7 separate regions of the Mus musculus genome follow, and regions 1, 3, 4, 5, 6 and 7 are each linked to region 2. The links are chromatin contacts, called in public HiChIP or PLAC-seq, capture Hi-C and promoter capture Hi-C maps. All regions are on one chromosome and are shown on one strand. The core of a region is the stretch at or near the end of the contact, and the rest is flanking DNA. Distances in the headings are between cores, read along the strand shown. Region 1 holds the start of Lgr6 (leucine-rich repeat-containing G protein-coupled receptor 6). Region 2 holds the start of Tmem183a (transmembrane protein 183A). Region 3 holds the start of Zbed6 (zinc finger, BED type containing 6). Region 4 holds the start of Timm17a (translocase of inner mitochondrial membrane 17a). Region 5 holds the start of Snrpe (small nuclear ribonucleoprotein E). Region 6 holds the start of Arl8a (ADP-ribosylation factor-like 8A). Region 7 holds the start of Sox13 (SRY (sex determining region Y)-box 13).

Region 1 (3,566 bases), core at 91-2,590, 740 kb after region 2:
ATTGCCGAGCCTCTGGGAACAAGCCCGGCTGCCTCTTCCTCAGCGATCCTCAATTCTAGGATCCCAAAGCCGAGAGAGCCTCTCTCAGGCCTGAGGGAGCTCTGGCCAGACTTTCTACCCAGATCTTCCCACCTTCTCTCCTTCTTCTAAGGGATAGCAGGGGAGGCCAGGGGGTTTCCTCTCCCTGCAGCAGGGGTCAGGGCCAAGAGGTCCGGGCTATGCTCCCACCCACTCCTGCCCAGGTAGTGATCAGCTACAGCTTCCGGCTCTCCCGATTCTGAGCCGGCTACCCCCAATAGGGTCCCCTTCGTGCACCACCTCACCCCAACTCAGACTCTAAAAATGGTTCTCTGGTTTTCAGTCTTGAAGCCTGCCCACAAATTAGTGTCTCTAACACAGCCTCCTGGGACAAGACTTCAGGGAGGCCTGGGGAGGGGGTAGGAGACCTCCACACAAGAAGATGGTACTGGCAGAGTCCCTAACTAAGGAGAGGAGAGCTGCGTGGACCCTTCACCAAAGCCCCCTGCCTCAGTGGGGCAGTGCCGCTTCCTGCTGTGGTGGAAGAACCCATTTCATCCCTACCAGGGCAAACTTCCCTCACCTCCTAACAGAGCACTAACTTTTGCCTTCATCAATCCTGGGCAGTGTTCTTCTGAGGAGGACAGCAAAAGAATATACTGTCACACACACACACACACACACACACACACACACACACACACACACCACTTTCTTGCTTGGCGTTCACACTGCACTTCACCAGGTCCCACATTAAGCCCATAGGGGTGGGGGAGAAACACCTGGGAAAGGTAGCAGGGAGGCCTAGGCTCATTTCTTGCCTCAGTTTCCCAAGTTCTAAGACTAGCTTCCCAGTCCTTCACTCTTGGAAAAGGAAGAGCCCTCTTGGGGATGCGCATGTCCAAGGGCACCAAACGAGTGTTTGCGGGGCAGGCGGCCATTACGAATAACAGGTACCAGCAGGTGAGTACTCACAGGTAAGCCGTCAGGGGGTCCAGGTCCGCAGGCACCACTGAGAGCCCGAGCTCGGAGCAGTCAGCGGACAGCATGATGCCGTCCTCCTGGCAGTGGCAGGGAGCCGGGCAGGCGGGACGCCCCGGGCCAGGCTGGGGGTCGCTGCCCGCGCGCGCCGATGCGCACAGCACAGCGCAAAGCCACAGCGCCAGGAGCCCAGGCGGGCTGTGCATCTCGGCGGCGGGCTGCGGGGCACCTGGCGGGCGCTCAGACGGGCGAGCGCACGGAGTTGTGCGCGCGCGGCTCACCTCCTGGTCCCGGGCGGGCCCGAGGGCTGCGCCGTCGGTGGGCAACGCCCCCGCTCGACTTGGCTTGGGCGCGGCGGCGGCAGCGGCGGCGGGACGGTGCAGTCAGAGAGGGGCAGGCATTGTTGAGTGATCTTCGTTATTCAGTTTCACAGGCTGGGCTTGGCGAGGGAGGGAGACACGGGGGTGGGGTGGGGGGGCTGGGAGGAGGAGTCAAGGAAACTTTCTACGCTGTGGCTCGCTCCCCTTCCCTCCTTCCTTCCCAGCTGGCAGGAATTTCATCGGGGGCGTGGGGTAGGAGAGGGGCGGTGAAGAAAGCAAAGAAACCCAAAGAAAGCTAGGAAGGGCCAGCACATCAGAGACCTGCACTTGTTTAGAAAGGGTGCCCCAGAGCTGGGCCTATGGGGTCGAATTCTTTTTGACTTTGGGAACAGCCACAGGGTCTCAAGGGACCAGAGACCATCAGGGGAGAAACAAACAAACAAAAAACAAAACAAAACAAAAAAACAACAACAAAAGAGAGTTCCACAGACTTGAGCCCCACTACCAGATTTTAGGCTGATGGGAAAAGAGACCCGAGAGAAAGAGATGTTCAAGGTCACACGGCAGTTGGGGACAGCCTCAGAACTAGTGCCCAGATCACTCCTTTACACCCATTCCGACCAGGGAAGGAAGAAGGTCTCAAGGAGGAAGGACGTGGTCGCAGGTTGGTAGTAGGAATGAGGAGGGGCCCCCTCATTGAGGAGCCACTCCTCAACACCAAGCAACTGGCGTAGATTCCACCTGATGCACAGGGCATGGAAATGAACTCATGTAGACTATAAGATCTAAGGTCTAGAGATCACCCTGAACCTTGATCTCGGGACCCAGGACAGCAGAGGGGCTGCCCTCCGCACAGCTGGTTGCCAGAGCTTGCCAGCGAGTCGGCTGATTGGCGCCACCTGGAGGCCCAGTACTACAGATGCAGCTCAAGCACCTTAAGGGCCCGATTCCATCTATAATCCATCTATAATCCCAGGACCTTGGAGAGCAAGGGCAATAGTGGCTAAAACTGGAGTCAAGACTCAGCTCTCTTCTTAGGCCAGCCTGGGCTAGCAGTGCTTCCTTCACGTGTCCTTTTGCTTTCTCTGGTCTCCAGATCTTTCCCTGAGCCAAGCCCCAGGATGGAACTAGACCAAGTTGGGAGCAGTTTGATCCCCATGGTCCATGAGGACCACACGGAGGTAGCCAAGATACCCTCCACCTTTTACTTCTATATCCCAAACACTTCATCAACCCCTCTCTATCTTTGCGGACGCCGCAGGGCCCGCAGAGGGGAAGCTGCATAGTCAGACCAAGAAGCCAAAAGAACTGTGCTGTGCTTCCAGGGCTCCAGCCGCAGCTGTGATAGAACTACAAGATGAGCCTGTAAGAAGGTCCCTCCACAGCCACACAGACCTGCAAGCAGAAGCCCCCTCTGTATTTACTCTCGCTTACCCCTTGCCTTCACCTTGGCTCTAACCCCTCATACACACACACACACACACACACACACACACACACACACACACACCATTCATGCTGCTCCAAGTCCCCAGCCAAAGCTGGAAAATCACACTTGGGCCCCTTTCCACCTCTGGAGCAGCCTTCTGAAGTGGGCTTGGGCAACTCAGAGCTGAGTGTCCAGCCTGCCCACAGGATGGAGAGTCACTCTGGGGCCAACCCTTGGACTCCTGAGAAATGCAGTACTGAAGAAAACATTAATGTTCAGTCCTAGGGGGTCACAAGAACCCATTCTCACTTTGGGAAAGCTCCTCGCTAGTAGAAAGCCCCACTTTTTTTTTAAGTACACTTGTCTTGTGTATGGGTATGATTGTAGAGACGGTTCAGTGGTTAAGAGCACTGCTCTTCCAGAGGACACAGGTTCAATTCCCAGCAACCACGTGGCAACTCACAACTGTATCTCCAAGATCTGACACTCTCACACAGACATACATGCAGGCACACACACACACACACACACACACACACACATTTTGTGTAAGGGTAGCATGGGCACATGTGCCATGGCACATGACGTAAGTATGTAACCAGAGACCAATCGGTGGGAGTCCATTCTCTCCATCACCATATGTGTCCCAGAGATTGAGCCCAGGTTATCAGGTTTGGCACCAAGCACTGGTGCCCATTGAGCTTCTGACAGCCCAGCGCCCCCTTTTGTTACTTAGGGTTTTTTTGTTACTTTTGTTTCTTGAGTCAGGATCTCCTGTAGCCCAGGCTAGCCTCACCCTTGCTATGTAGCTAAGGATG
Region 2 (3,439 bases), core at 832-3,331:
TGAGACCTACAAACCAGACTGGTCTACAAAGCAGTTCCAGGATAGCCAGGGCTGTTACATGAAGAAACCCTATCTCAAGGAAAAAAAAAAAAAAAAAGAAGAAAGAAAGAAAAGAAAGGAGAAGGAAAGAAAAGAAGCGAAGAGAAGAGAATATTGTCTTGAAAAGCCAAGATGGTTTAGAAGTTGTTGCCCTTGCAAAAGACCTGGGTGTGGTGGGTCTCAGAACCCAAATCAGAGTTCACAACCATCCATCCAACCATCCAACTCACAGCTCCAGTGACAGATCTAACGACCCCTTCTGACCTGAGGGTGCCAGGCATACAAGTGAAGCACACACATACATGCAGACACTCATATTCAGTTCCTCAAAAAAAAAAAAAAAAAGTAAATAAACAAAACTTAAAACGTTAAGTCGGAAATTTTCTGGAAAATGTGTACACACACGCACACACATATAATATGTATGTATACATCCCTAACAGAATTTTAAAAAGTGTAACTAATGTTGCTGTTAATTTTTGTATCATGGAAAAGAAGGTTATGGGGCTGGAGAGAAAGCTCAGCAATTAAGAGCACTGATTGCTCTTCCAGAGGTCCTGAGTTCAATTCCCAGCAACCACATGGTGGCTCACAATCATCTGTAATGGGATCTGATGACCTCTTCTGGTGTGTCTGAAGACAGCAATGGTGTACTCACACAGACTAAATAAATCTTTAAAAAAAAAAAAAAAAGGTTATCACCGACAATCACTAGTTCCTTGTAGATCTCCCCTCACATTGAAGAGCGACAGCATCCATCACCACAGACAGAGCTCAGTGCTCAGGAAAGCAACCCGTACCTTTATGTCTCTTGCTCTTCTTTTTTCTGGAGACTGATCTTTCCTGAGTGCTTTCTTCCTGGGCATCCATCTCATCACTGCTGTCCAGGATGTCACATGGCTCACCCACCCCGGAAAGAGCCTCCTCGGCAGGAACCTGGGACGCTTCCAAGCCACAAAGAGATTTTACTAGGAGGAAACAAGGAGAGAATGAAACGCACTTGGTCCCATCTGCAAAAATCTTGAAAGCAAGACAAACATAACAAAAAAAAAAACAAAAAACCCAATATGCCAAAGAAATGGAAGTCAACTGCATGGTAAAATATGCACAAACTACCAAAAAAAAAAAGGGGGGGGGGACTGGTATCAAGGAGTGGCAGTGGAAATTAACGAGTACAAAAAGTTGTGTGGGATTTTGTTCTTGTTTTGGTTTGGTGGTTCTTCTGAGACAGGACCTCACACTTGCTAGGTAAACCAGGCTAGCCTTAAACTCACAGAGATCCACCTGTCTCTGCCTCCCCAATGCTGAGATTAAAGGAATGCCCACCGCAGCTGGTCACAAAGTTGGTTTTAACTCAAAGAGGAAACAAAACCATTTCGGCTCCGGAACCTGCTGATCCTGGCTACACACACCCATCCCATCCAGGATACGAAACGAGAAAGTAAACAGTGGGAAGAGCAAACACGTTCATGACCCAAAGGTCAGTAGAAAAAACACCGGGACGCAATTCCAGGTAAATACAACACCCAATGCTGTCTCTTAAAAGCTTGGGCCTAAAAAGACCCACGAAAGCCTACCTTCCTGCTGAATAGCGTTGGCCACGGCTTTCTTGACCCGTCCAGACCTCACCACCGCCGGATCCGAGTTGGCATAGTCCGCCACGGTCACTGAAACAGAGCAAAGCGCCAAGGCCTCCTCAGACTCGAGGCAAAGTCTCCGCCACCGCTCCCCGCCGGGTCCCGCCGCGCCCGCCCCGGCCGCCCAGCCCGCCTTGGCCGCCCAGCCCGGCCCCGCCCCTCGCCCACCTCGGCCCGAGCAGGCGTCGTGGGCCCGGAACTTGAGCCGCTTTCCTCTCTTGGGCATGGTGACGGTGTCCCGATGAGGCCCGCCTAGCTGGCCGGAGCCCCGGGCCATGTCTCGGCCCCGAGAGCCGGCTCCCGGAGCCGCAGAGCACCTCCACCCGGCTCTGCGGCCATCCCCGCACCGAGGCCGCGGCTATCGCGAGGACTTCGGCGAGGGCTCTGGGTCCCGTTGATTGCCGACGCCCCTCTCGGGGAGCCAATCGCCTCCGGGGCCCGGTGACGTCATCACCCGGCGCCCTCAGCCGCAGCGGAGGCCAGGTTCCCAAAGCGGAGCGGGCTGTAGGACGGGGAGTGCGTTGTCACCGTCTTCATCACCGTCTTCTCTGGGGCGTTTGGTCCTCCAGACCGCGTTCTTTAGAACTAATAATTTACATCGTGGTCCACTTCAGCATCTAGATTGCATATATCTTGTTTTCGTCATTCTCTCTTTCCCACTTACGTCAAGTAACCTGAACGTAAATATCAAAGCGGTCGCTATAATTTTGCTTACAAAGGCTTTGAAATTCTCTCTGCAGATCAGTGGCTAACTCCTGTAATCCCAACACAGAGAAAGGATCAGAAGGTGAGAGTCATCCTCGGTTCGTAGCCAGCTGGGCTACAAGAGATGCTGCCTGAAAAATGAGTAAATGTCTGAATTCTCAAAGTAGAAGAGATTCTTAAAAGGTTTCCCATCACCATCATCCGAGCAAATTCTAGAAGGATAGATGAGAACATATAATTCCTTTGTATTAAAAGAGAAGTCCCGTGTTGTGTCTTTTTTTCTTCTAATTCCCTTTCAGCTCCCAAAGTGTTAACAGTCCCTGGCTTAAGAAACAGTCCTTTTGACCCAGGCAACCCAACTGGCTAGATCTACTCAGAGAGTGCCCTATAAGACACCTCAAAGGGGTCTCCATTTTATTCTACCTAGTACTGTGCACAGAAGTTCATAAAGAGCAAACCACATAACTTACTAGAATTATGAAACAGTCTACCACCAGGGATCATAGAATAAGGCTTGGATCACTTGGGAATGATAACTGAAACAACATAATTGGTTATAATCATGCTCTAATTTATCTAGAATTATAACAGGAAGCAAAGGTCTAACAGCCTATAATTGTTCTAAATAATTTTCCATGTATACATAATTAATGTCTGTAGTTGAGTTCAAAATACAGCTGGTCAGCACAGAGCCTTCTCATCTCACGTTACCAGTAAAAATTTAATGAGGCTTTCATGCATGTAGATCTCTGCTCATGTGACACTCTTTAATACTCACACCCAGGAGTCCAAAGGGAATCAAAGATGCAAGAGACTCAGGCCCTATTAATAAACCACTAACTGCTTTAAAAACATAAGGATTTTAGCTGAAATGTTCTCTCATTTTAATCCTTTGGAATGAAAAACATGCTAGTTACACCAAAAAAATTTCTCTTTCAAATTTTGATTGAAAAAAATCTTAAACAAGATTTCTTGGAGTATTTAGCCAATTTAGAGGAACAAAGAACCCATACGTCTTTTATTCCTCATTTCAATAAAAAGTAACAAGTGGAGGCCTA
Region 3 (3,579 bases), core at 1,057-3,556, 700 kb before region 2:
CTCTCTGTTTCAGTCTCATCTAATCCGTTTCCAATAGCACCACTGTCTTTGTTGGCAACAGCCCAATGGATGGGATGCGTGGCCTGAAGATGTCGTTGAAGTGTTGAAGTTCCTAAGTGGGAACCTGGCCTACCCCGGCTCACACTTCTTTTACATATGTTACACACAGCTCTTGAGATGTGCTGAGGGTCAGTATAAAAAAAATTCCAAACTGCAGATGTCTTGGCTCTCGTTCCTGGAATTAAGGCATGCTTGACAATGTTGCTTTTGATGAGAAAGCGCCCTCTTTTTGCCCTCAGGGCATCAGATGCTGACTTATCGCGCTTCTTACCCATTCTGTTTTCATCTACAGAATCAGTAGGAATATACTCAAAGCTTCCATTGCTTCCAGGAGAAGGAGGAGACAACGATAAATCCAAGGTAAAGTCCTCCTCCCCATTAGTGACTCCAAACTTGTTGGCCCTGGTCCAGTGAGGAGAATGCCTTGCCTGAAGATGTCTTTGAAGAGTAGATGTACCAAGATGGCTGCCTGGCTTACCCCTGCTGACACTTTTTTCACACAGGTTACAAATTGCTCTCCAGGTATATTGGGGGTCAACATGAAAGAAGTGCCACACAATGGAGGTTTTGGCTCTGGTACTAGGCAGATAGATTTGCTTTTCTATGTTGCCCTCAAAAAGACTTTCTTCATCTTGCTCAGGGGCACCGGAAGCTAACGAAGCAGGGGCATCAGCAACAGGTCTCCCAGACCCCAAATCCTTACTAAACTTTTTGGCAAGAATCAATTTTTTTCGGCGTCTTTTCCCCTTAATTCGCAAACCCTTCTTTCTTTTCTTTTTAGCAGGCAATTTTGTCTCTTTATTCGCTCCTTCTGCCACCATCTTTCCCTCTACCACATCGTCTTCGTCTGTGTTTGAATTAATGGAAACGCACCCCAGAATCCCAGCATCACCAAAAGTACTGCATCTTCTGCCAGGAGAGATTGAGGAAACTGGTACACTTAGAGTACATACACTCATTCTCTTTATGTCTCCACAATGCGGACCAGAACCTCTCAGTGGGTTTATTACTCTGGCAGAAATACAGCTGACCCTCTCCACTTGTATTACCTTTCCTCCAGTTTCTATGGGGAGTCAAATTCCCTTTCAACTGATGATTTCCAAGCCAGGTTATTTTTGGAGGAAAAATGACAGCAATGGAGAACATTCCCAAACTCTGTCTTGCAGGGCTTTAGGAGTTCTTGTAACTTTCAAATTCAAATCGTCCAGTGTCCTTATGTTATAGAAAAGAGAACCGAGGCCCATTTTCCCACCGTCATGGGATCTGGAGCAGCTAAAGGTTAAGTCTTCCAAATTGCAGGTTCACGTTCTTGCTGCCGAATCAAGAACTTCATCTGCTGGAAATGCCTTCAGTTCTTAAAATATGTACTTTTAGTGAATCCACACGACAACAACACTGGCTTTCCCTTAACTTCGGGAATATTTTCAGGAAATTTCACTTAAGCTTAGTGCACCACTCAACAGTCATCATTTAAGACTGACTTGCCAATACAACCTAAAAAGTCAATTCCGGCCAGCTAAATCAGATTCCACATACTAGGCATTAGCAGTAAGCGCTAGCTGTGCCCTTTCTGTTCTGATATTTTGAAAACTATAGGTGGCTGAAGAAAAATTAACTGGAAATAAAATTTCAAAACAAGGTAACAAGCTATATTCTTCATTTACGGTTTCTATCAAGAGTTCATATTTTTAGACTGAAGCAACATTACATACAACCTGTAAATAACTCATAAATTGACATTCTATGAGCAGCCAAACTAAAATAAGCTTTAAACCACTTCCATTCCTTTTCCGTGGGCCCCCTCCCCTCCCCTCAATACCAACACGTTTACCCTACGAAAGCATGGCTACCACTAGCTGCACAGCCGCCTTCTCTGGGTTCAGAACCAAAGCCTGGTAGATGTCAACAAAACGAGCCTTCCCCATGGGGATCCGCACCGATTATGGGCGTCTAAGGGGTGTTCTTCGTACGATCTCACCAATCCTACAAGAACGAAGAGTCCCTGTAGCTCTTGACTTCGAGGATGAAGGCTTGGGCGGGAGAGTAATCAGGGTAGGGAATGGGAATAGGATACCAGAATTCGACTCTGTATGTGGAATATTAGAAAACCTCCAAAGTAGTGGGACCCTAGAGAGGAAGGCGAGGAGGTAAAGTCGGGTCCAGGCACTTGATCTGATCTCGGGAGGGAGGGCCAGCTAACTAAAGAAACTGATTCCCGGAAGAGAGCAACCTAGTGTCAGTTCCCCCTCCGGGGGTCCGAAACAGTCGCTTTTCCGGGGCTACCCGGGAATCCCGGTTCGGGAACACCGGATGTGGGGGGAGGGGGAAGAGGTTGGTAAGTAAGGGAGCAGGCGCCGTGGGGGTGGGGCGGAGCGGGTGGGGGCAGGGAGGGTGGGAAAGTGAGCTGAAGTCTGCCTAGGAGCCCAGCAGGCCGGGGCCGCCGGCGGGAGTCCGGGTAGCTGCCGTGCTGATGGGCCCGGTTCAGACTTCCCGGGCTAGGCCGAAAGTCGGGCGAGGGGAGGCCGCTGCCACTCCCCTCGCCCTCTTCTCCCTCCCAGGCCCCAAGTCACCCGGGAATCAAAAAATGGGTCTAGTTACCAGAGAACAGAAACTTTACCGAACCGATGACAATGTCTCCGACTCCCGCGTGCTGCCACGTCTTTCTCTTTTCTTAGCTGCGGTCGCCCGCCGTCCTCACAGCAGCCGAACAAGCAGAAACCCAGGACTGCCAGCGTCAAAGATGGCGCCCGGCTACAGGCTCGCCTTTAAGGCTGGGCCAGTGAAAGTGCCAGCACGACGCAAAGCGCAGGCATTCTGGGAGTTGTAGTTTCCTCTATGAGGCCAGCCTTAAAATGGCTTCTTGGGTCATAGGGTCACGTGTCACGGAGGCACGGGGACCGGAATTTCTTTCTGTGGACCCGGATGCCTATCAGAAAATTATTCTTCACGAAAGTTTTGTTTTGTTGTAAAATCAAGGAGAGAAGCAAGAAACCTGTCTACCAGATACCAAACATTCAATTTATGTTAACCAGAGTGTGTATAATGAGCCTTCCAAACCTGATAGACATTTAATTAAAAATTAGCTCCGAACTAACTGACCTGTTGTGGCAGCACTTAAGAAGCAGAGGCAAGCAAGTCTCTGTGAGTTTGAGAACACCCAGATCTATATAGTGAGTTCCAAAACAGCCAGGACTATTTAGAGAGTCCTGTATCACAAAACAAAACAAAAACAAAAACAAAAACAAAAACAAAAACTACTTTTCTCTTGCAAAGTTGAAGGACTTCCATAGCAGAAGTTCTGCTCTGGATGCTTTCCTTTACTTAATCACATTTATCTGTTTGTTTGTTTTGGCTTTTGAGACAGATATACTATGAACTCCTAACCTGGAACTTGCTCTGTAGACCAGGCTAGCCTCCAATCTTTAGCAATTCTTCCTCTCCTTGAGTGCTAGTGCCACAGGCATCTGCTACCATGCCTGGCTAGTTTTGTCTGTCTTTCTTTCTTTCTTTCTTTCTTCC
Region 4 (3,802 bases), core at 752-3,251, 950 kb after region 2:
GTAGAAGAAATTTCTCAGTGTGTCACACAGTCTCAAGAGATATGTACTTGGGAGAAAGAGACAGAGACCAGCCTAGGCTACATGGTAAAACTCTATCTTAACCCCCAAACTATGGTCCCTCCCTATAAAAGACAAGCGCTATAGTAAGCCAGCACCTGGTCCATCACTATAACAGTAGTATATTTTATTTATTTATTTATTTTGGGTTTTTTTTTTTTTTTTTTTTTTGAGACAGGGTTTCTCTGTGTAGTCCTGTTGTCCTGGAACTCACTCTGTAGACCAGGCTGGCCTTGAACTCAGAAATCCGCCTGCCTCTGCCTCCCAAGTGCTGGGATTAAAGGCGTGCGCCACCACCGCCCGGCAACAGTATGCTTTTAAACTTGCCATTATTGCTCACTAGAATCTAAATAATGACTAATTTCCCTTTAGAATTCATAATCTTCTAACTTGATAAAAAGACTGGGACTATCTCCTCTGTATTTTACAAATGAACGAAGGCTCACACAGAAGTTAAGTAGCCTGCCCCAGATGGAATAAATAACTAGAACAGCCAACTTAAGCACAAAAGTTGGTACTCCAACCCCCCGCAAACTCTGTCCACTCTATTTATAGATCCTAAAGCACTCCGAGAAAGCAACAAAGAAGTATTATGACAATGATTAAACCATCTACTGTTTCAGACAGCGCTGGCCTCAGAACACACCAAGAAAAAAAAGGAATGTCCAGTAACTTATCAAACATCAAGACATGGCCTTGCTATGTATCCTGGGCTAGCCTAGAACCTAAGTGCTGAGATTACCAGCATGCACAGTGCACTCTGATGAAAATATGTCTGACACAAGGTCTAACCCCAGCTGCCCTAGAACTTGCTATGGAGCCCAGGCTGTCCTTAAACTTGCTGGCTCTCCTGCTTCTACCTCATGAGGCCTGTGCCACCTGACCTGGGGAAAACTCAAATGTATCAAAATTACCCCTCCTGCTAATCTGTGTCATTATACGGCATCTAGTACCAATTTATACAGTCCAGCTAAACCCTGCATATCCAACCCCAACACATGGAGATAACCTCCTCTGAGGACAGAAGGCTGAAGCATACTTTTGGGAGTGCCACCAAATAATAATTTAAAATCCTGGGCAGACACACTATTTGAGGATAATACCCTGACGCTCATTACAAACAAAAACCCAGAATACCAAGATCTATTAGCTTGTGACACCTGAGGCTTTATTCAAACAACTGTTGAGACTCGACAGCTATTACATTAATTTACTGCAAACAGCTATGCCTGATTTACTCTTGTTTACACCTTGAGCCAAGCATACAGCCCTTACTTAATAAACACTTAATGAATTTATGTCTATTCATGGCTTTTCAGAGAACACACGCAGCTCATCTCTTCCTATTTTCCACATACTGATATATCTTTTTTCTTCGGGAATTCCACATAGGAAAGGCCGCTTCAGCCTACAAGGAGCTCATCCAGCCCCCTTGGATGTTGGGTGAAATTTGTGGTCTACTCATTTGAAATGCTTCATCGTGGGGACACTTAGTCCTCATAGGCATAAGGCCTCGGGTATGGCACTCGGAGATCTACATTCCCTTCGTCGAGGCAGAAACTGAGCAGAGCGAGGCTTAGGGACGTGTTCAAGGTCGCCTCAGCAGGCAGAAGGGATCATTATTGTCCCCGCACAAAGTCGACAGCACCTGCCATAGGGAGGAGGTTCCAAAGCTCCACCAAGCCCAGCACCGGACCTCCTCCCAATGCACCACAAGGTCACAGGGGTGCTGGGGTCCTGGCACACTGCGCTAAAAAGCCACCTTTGTCACGCTCATCCACACTACCCACAGCTGCCCAGATCTCGGCGCCGAGCCGCGCGGAGCTCCGCTTGCACCTCAGACTCCGACCACGGCGGATGGAGGAGGTAATTAAGGGACAAGGGCGGCGGCGGCAACTCACCACGGCTCTCTCGCGTATTCCTCCATCTTGGCTCCAACCCGCGCGAGAGTCTACGGCACGCTGGGCGGAAATTGATCCCCGCGACGGAAGTGATCCCAGGCGGAGGCGTGCTACTGGACGGGGATTGGAGCATCTCTTCCTGCCGCAGCCAATGGCAATCGGACTCCTTGTAGACCCGGAGCGTGGAGGCTCCCCGGCCAGGGCGTGGAGGTTCGGGGGTTCGGAGTACTGAGTGACAGAGTTCAGATCAGCCCCGTGGCCTGGGATAAACATTGATTGCCCTTTTTTTCGAGACAGAGTTTCTCTGCCCTGGAACTCGCTTATGTAGCCCAGTCTGGCTTCAAACTCAGATCAGCCAGCCTGTGCCTCCCGAGTGCTGGATTAAAGGTGTGTGTCACCACTATCCAGCCGCTATTTTTTAAAAAGTGCTTTTGCTGTCAGGTATTTATTAATAGTGCTACTTAATTTGCCGTGAACAGTGAATCTTTAATAAATATATGTAGCTCTTTTAGAGCAGATCTATATAGTCATAATGTCTGGAATGTAATAGATAACTTTTAAAATAAAGATTATTTTTATTAATTGATGTATGTACGGGATCTGGTGGGTGCATGGAGGTCTAAGGAGAGTCTACAGAACTGGAATTGTCAGGGCTGACAGCGAGTACTTTACCCACTGAGCCAATTTAGCAGCCCGAAAATAAGTGTTCATCTTATAGAGACAATTGGACCATTTCAGGAGCCATGGCCAATTTGAGACCATTGATTTTGGGGGTCGTTGGTGCCAGATCCTCTTCCATGCCTCCCCACAAAGGATAACCCAGAAAGCATGAGATATGTTTAGCCCAGAGAAAAGAGACTGAAAATAGGGCTATAGTCATACTTAAGTTGGTAAGTCAGATCCCCAGCATCATACACACACACACACACACACACACACACACACACACACACACACACACGGTTATGGTGGCACATATTGAAGTTCAGTGTTATATCCTCAGTTGCATTTAGAGTTCAAAGCCATCCTGAGATACTCCAGACTTCCCTTGTTAAAGAAGAAAAAGCTAAAAGTATGAAGTTTCACCAGCCTTATCAGGAAAACACAGTCACTGCCAGCTATAAAGGGAGTTCTTGTTCCATTCCACCTTAAAACAACAACAACGCCGGGCGTGGTGGCGGACGCCTTTATTCCCAGCACTTGGGAGGCAGAGGCAGGCAAATTTCTGAGTTCGAGGCCAGCCTGGTCTACAGAGTGAGTTCCAGGACAGCCAAGGCTACACAGAGAAACCCTGTCTCAAAAAAAAAAACAACAACAACAACAAAACAAAGCTAGATATTTGAGGCTAGACAGATGGCATAGCAATCAAGAGCCTGACTGTTCTAGAGGACTGGGGTTCAATTCCCAGCACAAATGGCAACTCACAATTGTCTGTTACTCCAGTTTCAGGGGATCTAACACCCTCTGCTGGCCTCTGCAGACACCAGGCCCACTTATGATACACAGATAATTCAGACAAAATACTCATGTTTTAATTATTTTTTTAAATATAGGTACTTATTTAATAGGAAAGCCAATGTAATAAGTAATAGACTGCAGTGACAAATGACATATTTTCCAGACTTTTTTTTGGGTGGGGGGGTGTTTCGAGACAGGGTTTCTCTGTGTAGCCCTTGCTGTCCTGGAACTTACTCTGTAGACCAGTCTGGCCTTGAACTCAAAAATCTGCCTGCCTCTGCCTCCCAAGTGCTGGGATTAAAGGCGTGCACCACCACTGCCCCGCTCAGATTTTTGGAAATAAGAGTCAACCAGCCATAGAGCTACAGAATAGCAACAAAATGTTT
Region 5 (3,926 bases), core at 293-2,792, 750 kb before region 2:
TATTAACCAGAGCAAGGAGAAAAGGCTAAATAAATAACTCCAGCTCTGAAGAGCTTTCTTTGGGTTGGGTCCTTGACGCCTTGTATATTGTTCTTACTGGCCATCTTCTGAGATGTCTTTTTTAATAACAACTTGAGGAAAAATAGCCTGGGTACTCACAATAATACAACCTTCTATCCGCATATTCACTTGTTCATACAGCCACACCTGAATTCGAGATCTCTGAAATAAAAATAATGACTTTAGAAATGTAAACAAATCCCACTCCATTACTTTGTTTCCACAATAAACGACTTATCTTAAAAATTCCAATAAATATAAGCCAAAAACTAGAACTAGTTAGTCTTCATCTAAGAGCTAGCAACACTGGTTAACCTGCTGAGAAACATTTAATAAGTGCTCGGGCAGGCCTGTCCAAACTAATTTTCCTACTCTGAAAATTTATTTTTGCTTCTGGCATGAATACACTTACAGTTAGAACTGTTCACAGGATAGTACAAAGCGAATCTGGCGATTAAAAATTACAATGGCTTAAAACGATTTTTCATCTGTGTTGTAACACTCTAAAATAAACATCGCTAAAATCTCCTCAAAGAAGAGCATTTGCCACTCGCTTCTCTGTATATAACGCCCCCACTCCCCCAAACCCCGCTTTGGTGTCTTTTCTCCATTCTAAGTCCAACTATGGAAAAAGCACTATGCAACTGTCACTGCTAAATCCGATGACAAATCGTTCTTACAGAGTAATTTTAATAGTAAATATAATTACATTGTTCTTACAGAATAATGGTAACTGTGTGCATCCTTAAGTCAGCACGGACATATTAATAATTAGCGCTTTCCCTGTGACCTTATCCTCAACTCTGGTTCTCCCCCCCCCCCAATTTTTTAGTCTAAGCACTAGAAACAGAGAATTTGTTACAAAGAGTCAAACAGGCCCAACTTTCATTTCAGTAACAGTAAGGAAACAACTTACGTACATTTTGCAAGTATCTGAAGATAAGGTTCTGCAGCACGGCGATCAAGGAAAAGAACTACACAAACAGCGGAGCCTCCGCTCCCAACCGCGCCGGACTCTCCAGCGCCCCAAGGTCCGGCCGGGCTACATCCGCAAGCACAAACGACCGCCGGGAGCATGCGCTCCCTCCCCACCGCCCTCGTTTCTCCAACCTTCCCGATGGCCCACATCCTCCTCTCCTCCTCGGTATCCCCCGCTTTCATCGCGGATCGCCAGCCTGGCCGGGTCCACCCGGAGCCCGCCTTCCGCCTCCCGCCTCCCGCCGCCCTTCAACTCCGCGCGCTTTCCTGCCTCCCCGTTCGCCCCAGGGCCTCACGGGAAGCGGCCCGCAGCGGGCTGCCCGGCTCCCCGCCCACGCTCACGGCGCCTACGGCCCCCAAAGCCCCGAGTTCACGCAGCGTAGGATACGATGGGCTGCACCATCACCTTCTGCACCTTTTGGCCCTGGCCGCGGTACGCCATGGTGGAAGTCACAAAGACCACACGAGTAGGAAGGCCGCCTCGGAAAGCGACTTCCGGAAGCAAGACCCGGAAACGGAAGTGCAGTGGTCGTCGGCGACGCGGGCCGGTCCTGGGGAACGCCTCTCTAGGCCAGGAGCCGCTTTTTCTCTATGCTGATAGACTCCGCCGGCGGCCTTCCGACTCAACCGCTCTTTGAAGTCGAGGTCGGTCCTACAGCGCCACCTGGAGGTAGGCTGAGAGGCTTGCCTCTGCCTAGGTGCTCTTCTGAGAGCTGCTCTGGAATTTAGAGGCGGCATCTTGTCCAGAACCATCTGCAGACTCCCCTTATTTGTTTTGGGCCCCAGAGCTAGTCTAGATGGTCATGCCCGAAGCAGTGGTGGAGTTGTGGCTTGTTCAATAACAGATTCAACCCTCATCACCTTTATGCAGAGTTAACTGTTGCAGTGGCAACTGAAGATGGCAATCTAACTAGCTTGGAGGTATTGAAATCGGCTTGTTGGACTCAGATCTCTCTCAGTTGTGTGACCGGTGATAATTAAGTCATTAGGCCTCAGCATCTCCGTCCCGCAAGGGGACAGGAGGTGAAGATTCAGGGAGGTAGTAGTGCACAGGTGCTCCTAGAACACATCTGTAATCTCAGCTTGTGGAAGGCGCAAGGTGAGTATGACCTTAAGCTAAGTAGTACGTTCCAGATCTAAGCTACATGAGGCCTTGTTTCAAAACAAAACAACCTACATGGTATACAACCTGATAAACTTAAGGTAAGTTAGAAATGTAAGTTAAAAAAAAATGCATTTAATGCAGATACCTTGGGCCCAGGGGAGATGATTCGGTAGGTGGGACATGAGGTCTGTCAACCAGCACCTACACAAAATTACATGCCTGTAATTCCAGAGACAGGAAGGAGGGTGCCTGGGCTGGATGGCCAACTAGTCTAACTTAATCGCCAAGTCCTAGGTTCAATGAGAGACCCTGTCTCAGAAGGTAGGGTGAAGAGTGACTCAGAAGGACACTTGATGACATCCTTTGGCCTCCACATGCACACAGAAAATTGTTGAAAATGTATATGCCTAGTCTACTCAATGCCATCGCTTAGCAACACAACATAGCAGCCTTTCTTGAAGCTGCAGCTGCCCCCCACCTCACCAGAAAGTACCTAGAGCTGCTTACCAGGGAAATGATCAAAATTTAAAATGCAAAGTCTGATTTTTTTTTTTTTACAGAATTCATATTGCTTTCACACCATCTTTAGGATGAAGAATTGTAAGTCAGGAGCTATCTGGATGTGTGTGTGTGTGTGTGTGTGTGTGTGTGTGTGTGTGTGTGTGTTAAAGCCTCGTCCCCCACCCCACAACACAAGTAGCAAGAAAAGGGACTGATTAACCTGATTAACCATGCCTATGTTAGTTAGTAACCATGCCTATGTTAGTTAGTAACCATGCCTATGTTAGTAGTAGGCAAGCCTACTCAGTTTTCTGTTAGGACAGGGCTTGTGGCCTGGTTCAAAGTCTATCTAATATTTTAAAATATTTAATATTTAACATTTATTTAAATATTCTCTTTCTAACAAGGAAGCTGAGCCTTGAAAGGATTTTGGATGGCATCTAAGGGGACTGGCTGGCACTTTAGGAGATACCACTTAGGTCAAATAACAGAATCTAAATTTGCTTACCTAAGGTCTTCTTCAGATGAGAATAACACGAGCGCCAATCTATAAAAGTATTACGATGAAAGCTTTTTTTTTTTTTTTTTTTAAGACAGGGTCTCATTCTGTAGTCATGGCAGTCCTGGAACTTGCTATGCAGACCAGGCTGGTCTGAACTCACAAAGATCCACCTGCCTCTTCCTCCAGAGTGCTGAGACGAAAGGCATGTGCCACCACACCTGGCTGAAAGCTATTTTTAAGCTACAAAAAGAGACTTACATTTTTTTACATGGGAAAATTATTTCTTTAAAGAGAATCTATTACACTCCAAACATGAGAAAAAGCATTTACTGCCCACAAAGGCAGAGTGGAGAGAACCCACAGAGACCCACTCCATCTGAAATGCAAAGACACCTCACCACTTGCTTATGCATTTTCTGATTCCTAAACTTTGGTTAGTTGAATCCTATAAACAATTCTTTTAAGTGATTCTACAACTCATCAGAAATGTTGTATGATTTCTTTGTTCTTAAAACAAAATTATTTTCCAGGGCCAGCAAGATGACTCAGCAGGTAAAGGCACTAGCAATGAAACCTGGTGATGTGAGTTCAATTCCTGGATTCTATGTAAAAGTGGAAGGAAAGAAATACATTAAAAACCATACACTTGCTGGGTATGGTAGCACACATCTTTAATCCCAGTAGTTAGAAGATAGAGGCAGGTGAATCTCTGAGTTTGAGGCCACCCACAAAGCAAGCTTTGGGATAGCTGTTGATACACAAAAGCTGAAAAACACAAAA
Region 6 (3,653 bases), core at 942-3,441, 780 kb after region 2:
ATAGTGTCGAAAGCCTGTGAGCCGCACTTGGACAGGGAAGACAGGAGAATCGGGAGTTCCAGACCAGCCTTGGCGATGTGAGACCCAATCTCAAAAGCAAGCAAACAAAAAGAAACTAAGCAGCGGGGCATGGTGGTGCATACCTTTAATTCCAGCACTCGGGAGGCAGAGGCAGGCGGATTTCTGAGTTCAAGGCCAGCCTGGTCTACAAAGTGAGTTCCAGGACAGCCAGGGCTATACAGAGAAACCCTGCCTCGAAAGAAAAAAAAAAGAAAGAAAGAAAGAAAGAAAGAAAGAAAGAAAGAAAGAAAGAAAGAAAGAAAGAAAAGAAACGAAACTAAACAAACAAACAAACAAACAAAAATAATGTGAGGCTACAACTGAGGTTAACATTTTTAATGCTCGACCTGAGCTGAGTAGGTGCTCTGCTTCTTTAGTCTTGGGGTGGTGGCTTGCACTTCCACTTTTTTTTTAAGTCCCCTGAAAGGTCTGCACTGCTGCCCAGGATAGGCTTCTAAAGTACAGGATGCTACATGAGCTCAGAGACTGTATAGAAGGGTGCAAGGGAGCAATTGTACAGCCCTATGGGCTCCCTCCCTATACAGTCACCCCAACCCTGTTCTAGAGGGCACAGGCTCTGGAAAAGCATAATAAATAAATAAATAACCTCTTGGATGCCCACCCAATTCTTCTTTCCATCATTTTAAGCCTCTGGGGCTCTCTCTAGCAACAGAGTAAGGCTCTCGGGAGCAGAAACAGGCTACTAGATCTTCACCCCTAAGATACACTCTTTTCCAGTACTTCTAAGGACATGGTAACAAAACTGTAATCAATGGAAGGGAGACACAGAGGCACTACCTTGTTCAGGGTGCTGTAACAAAGCACCCCACACCCCACAACTTATAAACAACAGAAAGTTGTTGCTCATGGCTTGAAAAATGGGAAAGTGATCTGTCATGGTACGGGTAGATTCAGGGTCTGGTTAGGAGTCACTTTTTGGCTAATAGATTACAGCCTTCTCTTTGTAGCCTCAAGATGGGAGGAGTATAGGCTCTGGGCACCTCTGTTGTTCTCTCCTTATATAAGGGCACTAATCTTAGCTAGGAGGCCTCCCCCCTCATAACCTAGTCGCCTTATATGGTCATCACTTTGAGGAGTGGGATTTCAATATATGAATCTGGGGGAAAGACACAGAAATGTAAAGCAATGAAAATCTATTACTTTGTATGATAACTTAAACTTTAATTTAAACATGTCAGACTATAGCATGTACCTACGGAGGAAGAGAAGAACTTATTAGACAGATGTTAGTAAATCAGAATAGGCTGATCCAGATGTTGAGGGCTGTCTGGTTCTTTAATAGGTTTAATCCATACAGTTGATGTTAACAGTTCATCACAGCCTCCAGGTGAAAACCGACCCCCAAAGAGAGCCCAGCTGCCTAGGAATCCTGAGACCAGGAAGGCACAGCCGGTTGACTGAGCTGTTATCTCCTGCAAGGGAGGATGGGGACTTCTTGGCAGACTCTCCACCACCCACTATCAAAAACTTTGTATCAAAATAGCATACATTTTTTCCTTTGCTACCGCCGTTCCTCACAGGGAATCCCTTGCCCTGATTTTGCCCGTCTCTTTATAGTGAAGACAAGCATCAAGTTCAAATGTCGATCTCACTTTGGGCTTCCCAGACAAGTAGCCTGGCAAACTGTGGTTAACAAAACAAGATGGAGTATTAAGGGCTCTAAATCCGGCTGTTACTCTCTATGGCATTTCGGGGGATGGAATTCGGTACCCAGAGATGCTCAGAGGCAAAGGTTCAGGGAACAAAACCGTTTCTTGGAGATCTTCATGTCACGGTTCTTCGGCCTGGAAATACCCTAGCTTAATCGGGACACCACCCGCCCAGGACCGACCACCGTTCAAGCCAGAAAGCGGTGCAGTCAGGGCGGGGCAAACGAGGGCAGCAGAAAAAATAAAATTACAGCTTTCTCCGCAAGCGCGCCATCACGCTCCTCCCGGCCGCCGCGGGTCCCCGCCGCCCCGCCCGCGGGCGCTGGCCTAGGCCGCGCGCGAGACTGGAGCGCGCTCGGGTGCGAGCAGGACGCGGCCCGGCCCGCGGGAGGGCGGCGGCGGCGGAGGAGGAGGTGGAGGCGCCGTGGCCACACCCATCGGCGAGCGGATCCTCGGGCAGCGCGTCGTCGGCCGCCGCGCTCCAGCCTCCGCCCGCACCGAGCCGCGGGACCCGGCCGCACCGGGGAGGGGCCGCTCCGGGCCGCAGCGCGAGGGCACCGAAGGCGGCGGGGACCCGGCACCGGGCGCGGCCGGTGGCAGCGACCATGATCGCTTTGTTCAACAAGCTGCTGGACTGGTTCAAGGCCCTGTTCTGGAAGGAGGAAATGGAGCTCACGCTGGTGGGGCTGCAGTACTCGGGCAAGACCACCTTCGTCAACGTGATCGCGGTATGCGGGCAGATGTGTCGCCGGCGCCGCGCCCTAGGCAGCTGGGGTCGGCGCCTGGCGTGGCCCGGCACCGCCGGGTTCCGGGCAGGGAGGAGCCGGCTCCGGGCACTTAGGGCCTAGCACGGTTCTTGGGGGACCGACTGGCGTGCCACCCGTTCTCTGGCCTGGGCTAGGATGGCAGGGCTGGGGGCGGGGTAGCGAGGACCAGGGGAACCGAGCTTGCGTTCCGGAGCTGGCGGCACGGAGATGTCTCCACGCACCGGGAACCCGCCGCAGGCTGACAGGCCCCCGAGGCGGGCGCAAAGAGGCATGACGGGGCGAAAGTGCCCGGACAATCCCGCTCCGCGCGTGGAGGGTCACGGGACGCGCGGCCGGAGCGTGTTGCCAGGGTGCCCTAGCAGCCCAGCCCCACCCCGAGGGCTCTGCCTACCCTTGCTGGACGCGGAAGCCGCGGCCCTTTGGGGCGGGGGGAAGGTATCCCTAGAGGCAGAGGAGTCAGCTGAGGTCCTGGCTCTAGTCCAGACTCCTCCCCGGAACCTGTCCCGGGCCTGCCTTAGCGTTGGGGTCCCGAAAGCATGGCACCATAAAGGGAGTTGGGAGACTCCACTTGGCTCAGAAGTTGCAAGAGTAGGTACCGAGGACCCGAGAGGATGAGCTGGAGGGGCGCCATCCACCTGGGGACAGGGGAGAGAGCAGCTTTGGAGACTCAGCACTGGGGGAGGCGGAGGAGAGAGGGGGGTGATTGCAGTTGTATGTCTGTGCCAGAGGAGTGGTGAAGAAGGAGTTAAATTTTCTCTTTAAAAAAGAGGAAGATGAGCTCCCTGGGCGTGAGCTGAGCTGCAGTAATGGCTGCAGCCTGTATTTCCAAGCTAGGCAAGACTGGGCTTATGGGACCAAGTAAGGCTTGGGACGGGGACATAGTTCCCCCCCCCCCCCCAGAACCTAGGCCCGTTCCCAAAGATGGGTTTTCCAAGGACTGTGAATTCGCCAGATATAGGCTAAAGATGCTGATGTGCAGGTCCGCAAAGATGTGAGACCACCAGCTTCGGTACCACCACTTGCCTGTATTGTATTGTTGCCCGACCCTGAAGCCCCATAGGGCTCAATATCCCTGCAAGGGGAGCCTTCAGAGGGACTTAAAGGTGATCATAGCATGGGCGCTCTCTCTTCCCTAAATATGCTCCGCCATTGACCT
Region 7 (3,684 bases), core at 503-3,002, 940 kb before region 2:
CAAACCAGCATCCTTCAAACCATCAACATACACCAGCTTCAAAGATAGAAGCACAGATCCGCCCTTTTTTTAAACTGAGAAAGTACAGGCGATGTTTGGACATCGCCAGGATCAAGCGACCCATCTCGGTCAAGAACAAGACCCAAGTGTGTTGAATCTAGCACACAGTGAGGGACTTCCTACCGCATCAAGAAGTTGGAAACAGGGTCTCTGGGAACCTTGCTCGGAGTGGCAGCATCACTGACTGACTGCCTTAGGTCAGACCCCTCTGCCAGCGCCAGCGCTAAGGCGCCGGGCCCGGAAATTCCCACAGAGCTAAAGCAAACTTCCCAGGAAAACTCCTCAGTTTCCTCTAAGCTCTTGTCACGGAGATGCTGCCAAGAGCGCCAGCTGCTGGGGACCCTCCCAGGCTAGAGCCACCGCTCAAGCGCCCGGGGTCCTCCCGGAATGATCCAAGGCTGAAGTTCAAAATTCACGTCCAGCCCAAGCCGGACCCCCGGCCTCGCCAAGGACTCTGGGACAGCTCCCACTCTCCGTGCCTTTCCCCCCCCAGCTTCAAGTAATGAGGCACCTCCTGCCAGGACATGTAGGTTGGTTGCGGGGAGATCCCGCGGGCGACCCTAGAGCTCCTGGGGAATCTGAGCAGCCGCAGCTGGCGCGTGCAAACACACGCACGCACACACACACACACTCGCGTGAGTGTGTGTTTACGTACCGAACGTGGGATGGGAAAACAATGGCGAACCGCTGGGACTACGCGACCACCCCCCACCCCCATCCCATCAGTCCTGTGATCAATTTATTTCTACAGTGAAAGGGGCTGAAAGGCGCTTCTCCGACACTCCACCGTGGGACGCAGGGGTGGCAAGGGGCAGGCTGGAGTGAAGAGCAGCAAGGGCTGAAAAAATGGGAGGCGGCGCCCGGCTGGTCCGCGGGGAATGAACCGGAGCCGTGGGAAGGGCGCGCGCTGAACCCCGGCTGCCCAATGCACCCCGGGACCGGAGCTCCGCGTTGCGGGTACCCGAGCCCCACGTGGGGCTCGCACGGGGACATCTAAGCTCAGGCTGGGAGTGCTTAAACTGGGAGCGTTGGTCAGGCTGGGGCGAAAGACCTAAGGCCGGCGGGTCGCAAAGGGCGGGCGGGTAGAGGACCCCCGAAGCCCGGCTCGCGTGGCGCGCGCACGCCACCCCCAACGGCCTGTAGCCACTGCCCTCCAAAAGGACGCGGGATCAGCGCGGCGCCACCGGCCGGCGTTGTGAGGGGTCTGGTAGGATCGGCTCCGCCTGGCAAAAACTTTGCCCAAGATGGAAAGTCGCGCGGCAGAGAGCCAGCGTGTCCCTAGGAACGCGGGGGCGCGCGTGTCAAACTTCGCGAGGCTGGGGTGATGGGGCGCGCGGCGCGAAGGGGCGCACTTACTAATCGGTCGGGCGCGGGCCCGGGGTCGCAACTCCGCGCTCCGGCTTCTGCTCAGTGCGTCCCGGCAGCCAGCAGCCTGGCCTTCCCGCTCACATGCCCCGGCAACGCGGCGGGCAGCGGGCCGGGGCGGCGCGGCCGGGCGGAGGCACGCCCCCCGCCGTGGGCTGGAAGCGCTCAGGACCCGCGGCCCGCCGGGCTCCGCTGGCCACGGTCGCCGAGCTGAGGACGGGTCGGGCGGCGCCCTCCTCCGAGCCAGGCCGCTCGGCACTCTGCCCTCTGCCCCCGGCTGGCCGCCGCCGTGTTCCCTTCCGCAGTCCGGCTCCCGGACTCGCGGCCGCTGCGCCCGCCAGGCCGGCGGGCAGTGCGCTCTGCTCCTCCGCGCAGCTCCGAGCCCGCTGGGTCCAAAGCCAGGGCCTCCGAAGCTGAGCGCGCCGCCTCGGCCTTCGACCTCCGCCGGCCGCTCCGGAGCTCGGCTTCCAGGAGCCGCGCTCGTACACTTCAGTTCCCAGGCGGGACTGGAGCAGGGCGCTCGCCGCTCGCTTCTGCGAAAGCCACTCCGACAGCCTCCGAGGAGAAAGAGGGAGGGAGGGAGGGAGGGCGCGAGCGGGCGGGGGAGGAGGGAGGGTGTGGAGATGGAGGAGGGAGGGACAGAGCTTCCTCCTCCTCCTCCTCCTCCTCCTCCTCCTCCTCCTCCTCCTCCTCCTCCTCCTCCTCCTCCTCCTCCTCCTCCTCCTCCCAGCAGCTGGTCCAGCCAGGCCTCAACAGCTGGAGACCTGTGCTGGGAAGGGGACAGCAGAGGTTCTCCAGAGTGAGACCTGTGGAGATGTAGTGACCCACTGGATAGAGAAAATAGGGGGAGGAAGGTGAATTCTGCCTAGTCCCCTCGACCCAGGTTTGAGAGTTACTATGGGGAATTTTCATTCCTTTTAACAAGTCCAGTTCACAGCCTCCTCCAGAGACCCGAGATTGAACTTTATTTTTCTCACTGGTAAATCAGACTGGCCTCGAACTCACAGAAACCTGCTTGGCTCTGCCTCCAGGGTGCTAGGATTAAAGGCATGCTCCTTGAGAACTGCCCTTGGAGCTGGGAGTGGCTCATGCCTATAATACCTGGGAAGCTGAGGCAGGAGGATCTCAATTTGAAACCAACCTGAGGGCAAGGAGAGACCTGCTTTGATGCGATCAGATCTCTGACAGCTTCCTAATGTCTAGCCACTCCCTAGCCCTGTCCTTTTTAGAATTTCTCCAACAAGTCCTTCCTTTCTTCCTGCCCCGTTTAGGAGGAAGGTTTGTTTGAAGAAGGGTTTCTCCTCATTCGGCCCATCTATTAAATGTCTACACCAAACCTGACCCAAGCAGATGCCAGGGATCACCAAGATGAATGACACAGTGGCAGCCCTTTCTGGATTCCCATGTTGTGAAGACTCTAATTCTACAAAGTGCTAGAGCCATAGGGTCTACCAAGGATGCTAAGCTATGGGGACTTGGATCAGAGTCTCCTTAGAAAGGCCACAGTTTGAAGTACGTCTTGAAGACCTGTGGGAGCAGGGCTGGTTGAAGGAACGCCCATTGTGGGACTGTATGACCCTCTCCCTCTCGAGTGGTGGCCAAGCAGGAAGCTTCCACAGGATGCATGCATTTCATCAGTCCCTGCTTCCCTGCCTGGGTGACAACTCTTCCATAGTCTTCTGTCTTTTGGGTCTCTGTCTGGTACCAGCTTCTCAGGCAATCTTTGAGGATCAAATCATGGCCAGGAGCTCCATCCATGGGCTCTGAGAACCCCACAGGTCATTTGCCTGTCTACACTGTGACATTGAGATGGTAAACTCTTTGGGACAGGGAGGGATGTGCCTCTTGTTCATGGTTAGATCCTATGTGTCTAGATGGGACTTGGCAAAGAGGAGGCCCATAATACATTCGTGTTTATCAGTTAGCTCTTTACAAAGAAAGGGGTTCTAAGCAGGGCTCTGGTGCAATCAGTGTAGCTGAGGTACAGAGGTTGGCCAATGAGGAGCTTCAGAAGGAAGGATGAAGACCTGAGCCAAGGTAGGGCTAGAGTGTGGGAAAGCAGATGGGAAAGGCCAATGGTAACTGTTGAGGGTATGGTTTTAGGGAGACTGGGTGGGATCATTTCAGAAGCCAGGAAAGAATTATCCAAGGGCCACCTTCTTTCTCTCCTCCCAGACAGCATGTCTGTGCACCCATATCTTGTGGTTTCCCTCTGGCCCCTGGTCAGCTTCAGTGGTGCACTTCTCTGTGGGCCCCTCC

The links. Promoter capture Hi-C pulls out the DNA fragments that hold promoters and counts their contacts. HiChIP or PLAC-seq counts read pairs in DNA pulled down with a chosen protein or histone mark. Capture Hi-C pulls out chosen DNA fragments and counts their contacts.
Region 1: a FOXA1 HiChIP or PLAC-seq map of pancreatic cancer cells shows a contact between it and region 2. The contact joins the promoter of Lgr6 here to the promoter of Tmem183a in region 2. A contact is called at or near these places in 6 of 39 promoter capture datasets (the HPC-7 cell line, HPC-7-derived erythroid cells, cranial neural crest and 3 more), 1 of 484 Hi-C or Micro-C datasets (the G1E-ER4 cell line), 2 of 115 datasets of contacts at active chromatin or transcription factors (embryonic stem cells and pancreatic cancer cells) and 1 of 9 other capture datasets (embryonic stem cells).
Region 3: a contact with region 2 is called in a promoter capture Hi-C map of pre-B cells, with 2.5 times the contacts expected there. The contact joins the promoter of Zbed6 here to the promoter of Tmem183a in region 2. A contact is called at or near these places in 6 of 39 promoter capture datasets (3T3-L1-derived adipocytes, the C10 cell line, HPC-7-derived erythroid cells and 2 more) and 1 of 115 datasets of contacts at active chromatin or transcription factors (effector CD8 T cells).
Region 4: an H3K27ac HiChIP or PLAC-seq map of embryonic stem cells shows a contact between it and region 2, with 4 times the contacts expected there. The contact joins the promoter of Timm17a here to the promoter of Tmem183a in region 2. A contact is called at or near these places in 1 of 39 promoter capture datasets (liver) and 2 of 115 datasets of contacts at active chromatin or transcription factors (bone marrow-derived macrophages and embryonic stem cells).
Region 5: a promoter capture Hi-C map of adipose tissue shows a contact between it and region 2, with 6 times the contacts expected there. The contact joins the promoter of Snrpe here to the promoter of Tmem183a in region 2. A contact is called at or near these places in 4 of 39 promoter capture datasets (hippocampal neurons, liver, neutrophils and 1 more), 1 of 115 datasets of contacts at active chromatin or transcription factors (astrocytes) and 1 of 9 other capture datasets (adipose tissue).
Region 6: a contact with region 2 is called in a capture Hi-C map of embryonic stem cells, with 3 times the contacts expected there. The contact joins the promoter of Arl8a here to the promoter of Tmem183a in region 2. A contact is called at or near these places in 2 of 484 Hi-C or Micro-C datasets (erythroblasts and neutrophils), 2 of 115 datasets of contacts at active chromatin or transcription factors (embryonic stem cells and stem cell-derived neural progenitor cells) and 2 of 9 other capture datasets (embryonic stem cells and liver).
Region 7: a promoter capture Hi-C map of liver shows a contact between it and region 2, with 2.5 times the contacts expected there. The contact joins the promoter of Sox13 here to the promoter of Tmem183a in region 2. A contact is called at or near these places in 2 of 39 promoter capture datasets (both in liver) and 1 of 115 datasets of contacts at active chromatin or transcription factors (pancreatic cancer cells).

What each region holds. Positions count from the first base shown.
Region 1 is chr1:135,103,936-135,107,501 of GRCm38.p6, forward strand. It overlaps Lgr6 (leucine-rich repeat-containing G protein-coupled receptor 6), which reads right to left and starts at 1,341. Exons shown (of 18, transcript NM_001033409.3): 1 at 994-1,341. The coding sequence starts at 1,205.
Region 2 is chr1:134,359,918-134,363,356 of GRCm38.p6, forward strand. It overlaps Tmem183a (transmembrane protein 183A), which reads right to left and starts at 2,082. Exons shown (of 8, transcript NM_020588.2): 1 at 1,845-2,082; 2 at 1,617-1,706; 3 at 840-1,007. The coding sequence starts at 1,953.
Region 3 is chr1:133,658,579-133,662,157 of GRCm38.p6, forward strand. It overlaps Zbed6 (zinc finger, BED type containing 6), which reads right to left and starts at 2,307. Exons shown (of 1, transcript NM_001166552.1): 1 at 1-2,307. The coding sequence starts at 1,019. It overlaps Zc3h11a (zinc finger CCCH type containing 11A), which reads right to left and starts at 2,821. Exons shown (of 18, transcript NM_001276767.1): 1 at 2,659-2,821.
Region 4 is chr1:135,311,736-135,315,537 of GRCm38.p6, forward strand. It overlaps Timm17a (translocase of inner mitochondrial membrane 17a), which reads right to left and starts at 2,002. Exons shown (of 6, transcript NM_011590.2): 1 at 1,959-2,002. The coding sequence starts at 1,984.
Region 5 is chr1:133,608,738-133,612,663 of GRCm38.p6, forward strand. Snrpe (small nuclear ribonucleoprotein E) reads right to left here and starts at 1,543. Exons shown (of 5, transcript NM_009227.3): 1 at 1,427-1,543; 2 at 981-1,007; 3 at 160-222. The coding sequence starts at 1,480.
Region 6 is chr1:135,144,643-135,148,295 of GRCm38.p6, forward strand. It overlaps Arl8a (ADP-ribosylation factor-like 8A), which reads left to right and starts at 2,192. Exons shown (of 7, transcript NM_026823.2): 1 at 2,192-2,458. The coding sequence starts at 2,336. Ptpn7 (protein tyrosine phosphatase, non-receptor type 7) reads left to right here. Exons shown (of 10, transcript NM_177081.4): 10 at 1-684.
Region 7 is chr1:133,422,460-133,426,143 of GRCm38.p6, forward strand. Sox13 (SRY (sex determining region Y)-box 13) reads right to left here and starts at 1,753. Exons shown (of 14, transcript NM_011439.2): 1 at 1,417-1,753.